Linked DNA regions of Mus musculus: region 1 is linked to region 2. Evidence: chromatin contacts called from public promoter capture Hi-C data. All regions are on one chromosome and are shown on one strand. Each heading gives the region's core, a stretch centred on a gene start, on an enhancer-like site or on the middle of the called end of the contact. The rest is flanking DNA. Distances are from core to core; before and after follow the strand shown.

What was found. Promoter capture Hi-C pulls out the DNA fragments that hold promoters and counts their contacts.
Region 1: a promoter capture Hi-C map of embryonic stem cells shows a contact between it and region 2, with 2.8 times the contacts expected there. The contact joins two enhancer-like sites. A contact is called at or near these places in 20 of 39 promoter capture datasets (the 3T3-L1 cell line, 3T3-L1-derived adipocytes, the C10 cell line and 13 more), 28 of 484 Hi-C or Micro-C datasets (Sertoli cells, astrocytes, cerebellum and 11 more) and 16 of 115 datasets of contacts at active chromatin or transcription factors (differentiating embryonic stem cells, embryonic basal ganglia, embryonic fibroblasts and 8 more).

Annotation. Positions count from the first base shown.
Region 1 is chr19:55,728,289-55,730,988 of GRCm38.p6, reverse strand. No RefSeq gene overlaps it. Among named protein-coding and RNA genes, the nearest start is that of Tcf7l2, 12 kb to the left of the region's middle. Within about 2 kb of position 1,403, at least 14 of the 459 cell types and tissues checked have an H3K27ac peak or open chromatin away from gene starts, as enhancers often do. A contact at or near this core is called in differentiating embryonic stem cells, embryonic stem cells and trophoblast stem cells, where this site is marked.
Region 2 is chr19:55,555,116-55,557,815 of GRCm38.p6, reverse strand. All of the region lies in intron 7 of Vti1a (vesicle transport through interaction with t-SNAREs 1A), which reads right to left. Among named protein-coding and RNA genes, the nearest start is that of Gm41871, 140 kb to the left of the region's middle. Within about 2 kb of position 1,350, at least 150 of the 459 cell types and tissues checked have an H3K27ac peak or open chromatin away from gene starts, as enhancers often do. A contact at or near this core is called in differentiating embryonic stem cells, embryonic stem cells and trophoblast stem cells, where this site is marked.

The sequences.
Region 1 (2,700 bases), core at 154-2,653, 170 kb before region 2:
CTCCCCCAGTGAGACACCAGCTCAAATCCTTTACTCGATTTTAAAAATGGGTTGTCTTAGGACAGTGACAATGACTTAGCAGGTAAAGTTGCTTGCAAGAAAGCCTGGCTATTTGAGTTTCATCTCTGGATCCACAGAAGGAGAGATCTGAAGGTGACTGTTAGCCTCTGGCCTCCACACTTGAGCCTGATGCACACCTATGCATGCACATAAACAAAACAAGGAAATGGAATGAAAATGGGTTACTTCTCCTATTGAGTCACAAGAGGTAATTTCTTGCTTAAAAGATGACGTTATGTGTGCCGAGCTGAAGGTATTGACTCTCCTGGACCTGGAGTTGCAGGCTGGTATGGCACTGGGAAACAAGCCCAGGTCATCTGCAAGAACATTAAGTGTTCTTAGCCTCTTAGCCGCCTCTCCAGCCCAAATACCTTTGTTTTTTTGAGACAGTGTCTCTCTATGTAGCCCTGGCTAACCCAGAACTTGCTATGCAGACCAAGATGGCCTTGGATTCACAGAGATCGACCTGCCTCTATCTCCTGAGTGCTGGGATTAAGAGTAAACACCACCATAGGAGGTAAGAATTCTTTTCATGGTCTAGACATGAAGATCATCTGTATGTATGGGAAATATTTCCTGTGTAGTTGCTTTCTTGCTCTCATAGAGGTACATGAATGGCATTTTGAAGACAGAAAACAAATCTTAACTTCCTTTGTGGCCGGTGTTTTTGTGAAATTGTTCCTGATGGCGAAGACATTCCTAGTGTGACCAACTAAAAAAACTGGCTGTTTGTCTCTCTCGTGTGCAGATTAAATGGATTAATTTTGTTGTCTTTTTATTAGTTTTTAAAATCAGACCCAATGTGATGCCGGGTCCTTTGTTAAGGCAACCTTGTTCAAACCAGAACCAGAATAAAGTTAGACAAGTCTCAGCGCATGCGCGCGGGGCGCGGGACGGCGGCCGAGAACACACCAGGACAGAGAAGACATGGGATGGAAAGAGGGCACAAGGAACAGTACATCCCACATCCAAGTCCAAAGTCCTGCTTCTGCTCTCACCTTCGTGTCCGTTCTAAAATCTGTTCCTCTCGTCACTGTTCTATGGAACCTCTGTCCACATCCGTTAACATCACAGTTACAGGGCAGCCTGCTCCCAGTCAGCCCGCCAAGGAATTCGGAAGCACATTCACACACACTGAGGCTGAGAGCGTGGACTGGGCACAGCCAAGCCCTTGGAGCTTGCAGTCCCTCTTCCCCCTGAGATCTGCCCACATTTCCACAAGGCCCGCACTGACACGACACCTATTTGGCTTTAGAGCAAGTTCTGCCTCAGAGTGGCCTAAGGCCTGAGACCGGTGCTTGCCCTCCAGCATCCAGGAGAAACAACTTTACTCCTGTGGGTAGCTCCTCCCCCAGGAAGTTGACATCGGAATCCTTGTGAGCTGCACAGCTTTGACCAGGGAGAGCTACTCTCAGGCCCATTGCAACTTCCGCAAGACATGGATCCAAGAAAACCTTGGGGTGGGGGTCTAAGGAGTTCAGCAATCGCCTCACGTTGCTCAACTTTATACCACGGGGTGAGGTGCCCACTTGTGCACTTGGCCTAGAGACCCCTTGGAAGCTTTTCGTGACATCTACAGGCGGCTAGGAGCAGAGGACCTTGGGCTCAGAAAAGCAGATGAGGTGCATTGCACCCAAGCCCTCCCAGGGCCCCTGTTTGTGCTTCGGTCCATAACACTGCAGGCCAGAAGGGGAAGCAGGCATCCTCCCTTCGGAAGAAACAGCCTTTCACAGTGAATTGAGTAGCTATTTACCCCAGGCTGTTCCCAGGTGCTTTCCAAAATTCCTTTCCTTTCCTTTCTGTATCGCTGGGGATCAACCCCAGGGCTTTGCATGCCGGCTAATTATTCTCCCAGTACATTCATATTCAACCAAGTATAAGCCACCCCCCCACCTCTCTCTCTCTCTCTCTCTCTCTCTCTCACACACACACACACACACACACACACACACACACACACACACACACGGCTTGATAGGTAGCTGACATACATGGCTCGAAGATATTTTCTCCTATCGTGTGACTTATCCTTTTATTGTGTTATTTTTTAACAATATTTATCTTTATTTGGCGAGTTTATTGCTCAATCGTTTGTTTCTGCTGTAATGGAGTCATTTCCACACACTAGGCAAGCAAGCACCCACCACAGACTAGAAACCTAGCCTTTCTCTCTTTTAAAAAATTTTTTCTTTCTTTCTTCCTTCCTTCCTTTCTTTCTTTCTTTCTTTCTTTCTTCCTTCCTTCCTTCCTTCCTTTCTTTCTTTCTTTCTTTCTTTCTTTCTTTCTTTCTTTCTTTCCTTCTTTCTTCCTTCCTTCCTTCCTTCCTTCTTTCTTTCTTTCTTTCTTCCTTTCTTCCTTTCTTCCTTTCTTCCTTTCTTCCTTTCTTCCTTTCTTTCTTTCTTTTCCTGGTCTTGAACTCACAGAGATCTGTCTGCCTCTGCCTCCCAAGTGCTAGGATTAAAGGTGTGCACTCCCACTGCCTGACTGTGAACCTTGTTTTAATAGTAGTCCTGTTGTTGTTTGTGGTTTTATTTATTTTCCTTAGTGAAGCAGTGTCTCACTAGGCTGCCTTAGAACTTGTTGTATGGTCCAAGCTATTCTCAAACTCGGGCTCTTTCTGCCTCTACCTCTCGAGTGTTC
Region 2 (2,700 bases), core at 101-2,600:
AACACTGCCAGTATACGGAACTGTTCACGTTCAAGTTGTTAATTAAATCTAATATTTTTTTCGTAGAATGCAATTTGATCATTTCTTTCGCCTTACTCCACTCCTCCCAGGTCCTCCCAACCTTCTCATCCATGTGCTGTCATGTTCTGCTTCTTTCTCTCAGAAAGAAAAAAAAAAACTAACCCCCCAACCCCCCAAAAAACCCATAAAACAAGAAAAAAACAAACAGAAGACACAAGAAACTAATATGACAAAAATAAAATGACTAATTTTATATAGTTTTATGAATTTTAAATTAAAAACCGATAAAGGTGGGGCTGGTGAGATGGCTCAGTGGGTAAGAGCACCCGACTGCTCTTCCGAAGGTCCAGAGTTCAAATCCCAGCAACCACATGGTGGCTTACAACCATCCGTAACAAGATCTGACTCCCTCTTCTGGAATGTCTGAAGACAGCTACAGTGTACTTACATATAATCAATAAATAAATCTTTTAAAAGAAACAGATAAAGGCAAAATCAAATTAGAACAAAACAGAAAAAAAAAAAGCTCCCAATGATAACCTGCAGTGCTTTGTAGTTCAGGGTTATGGGGACTTAGAATCCCCCCTCAAACCCAAAGACACCAACAGCAAGACCCATAGAAAACAGGCTAGTGCCTCATGCTGGTGCCCATTCGGCTTGCTGTGGTGTGTCCCCGGTGGGCATGGATCTTTCTCCTCATTACTGCCCATCCTTTTCTTAGGGGTCAGCACTGGACAAGGTAACTTGGCCATAACCTTGTTTCCTGTAGGTACACCCTCCACCTTTGCTGACCTCCACCTTTGCTGACGGAGTAATGTGAGCAGTCCGTCTGTCATGCAGAGGGAGACACATGGGGGCGGGGGGGGGGGGAGGTGAACCAAAGGAGCATGCACAGAGAGGGCACAGGGTCAGGAAACAGTAAGCAAAACTTTCTGCCATTTGTATTGGTCATCAGCAACCCAGGGAGAATAAAGGGCTCCCTGATGCTCAGTGCGTCCTCAGGAAGATTAATTAACATGCGTAAAGGCCACACACAATGTGAAAGGCCCCGTAATGGATCTCCAAAAGCTGGAGTCCCTGGTTTCCAGAAGGGTCACGAAACACTGAGTGGAAAATATTCCCTAGAAGACAGGGCTGGATGACCCCGGCCACGAAGAACACAGCAAAGAGAGGGCTGGGCTTGTCTGGGGCTCTCTTCATTCTCCGGCTGCATCTGATCTGACAGACGTGGTGAGTAATTAGGCCCTTGTCCATTCAGACTCTGAATGCTTGCACTGCCCAGAGAATGGGGCAGGGATAATGAGAGGCACAGCCCCTGTGGGACTATTCAGGAGTGCTCAAATTTGCATGGTCACATGAACCCGAAGGAAGTGGATTATGCCGGCCTGGCCAGGAAGTGGAGACCGCCAAGGCTTTCTCATTTGCATAAATCGTAGGGCTGGCGAGCAGGAGGCTTAAGCTCCCTCAGAGGAGCCCAGCTGCAGAGACCTGCACATCTCTGTGGCTACAGCCTGCTCTGGGTGACTTCACTTGCTACGTCATGTCACGTCGTCTGGAGTTTTGACAATATGAGCCGTTACGTTTCTGGAAATGTGATTTTTTTTTTTTTTTTTTTTTTTTAGCAAGTGAGTGAGGAGGTTTCTGCAGTCCCTTAGTGAAGGGATTTCTTTAATCACTCTGGGAAAACAAGGTTCTTAGGTAAGGGGTAACGCCTTCCATTATGTCTGCTGCTGTTAACTTAAGTTCTAATTGTAACAAGGTGCTTAAGGGAGAATTGTTTGTGGCTTTAGAAATAGCTAATGCCTCTCCAAAAGGATTACTTTTATTTTAAGCTTCAAATGAAGGCTACCAATTAATTAGTCCATTTACATAAAAATGTCTTGGATCTGTTACCTGCAAAGATAAAGGGTGAAATCTACCCTCTAATTGGGGGGTGGGGAAAGCCATGTGCAGTAAACACATAGGAGTCCTGGGCCAAAAACAAGTGGAAATTATTAATTAAAAACAAATGTCAGAAATTCATTTCATCCTATGTGATATGGGTGATATCAATATGCTAATTGAATAACCTTCCCTTACGTGTTTCTGCTCCATGCTGTGCCACATAGCTTCCCCATCGGCACACAGTCAGGGGTAATGTATACCTGCAGTCTCAGCAACAGGCAGGCCAAGGCAGAAGGACCTCATGTTTGAGGCTAGCCTGTGCTAAAACAAATTAGGTTCTAGGCCCGGCTGGATCATATAGTGAGGCTCAGTTTGAAATGCACACAGCAACAAAAAGACACACAGAGCTTCAGGATGGCTCCAGAGGGACTGGAAGCCCCCTTAGTCCTCCAGCCCCCAACTCCTAGGGCTAGCCGCACAAGGCTTCCCACTGTCACAGGCCTCTGCCCATCATTCTCGGCCAAAGATCTACACTGGTTACTTTCCTCAGTACTGTGTGTGTCCTGCGTGAGTTCAACTCAGGCACAGTCACAACAAACTTCCAGAGACCTCGGGGTAACAAGGAAGCAGATATTTACCACTGAAAAAACTAAGTGTCTTAATCCCTTTAAAACACACAACTGAACAGGAAGCATATATTACCCAGAGTAATTACATGTGTTTTCTTGTCATTATGCATAAATTACTCACTCTATCCCAAGGGGGGGTATTAAAAGATTCTTCTTTACAGTAGAA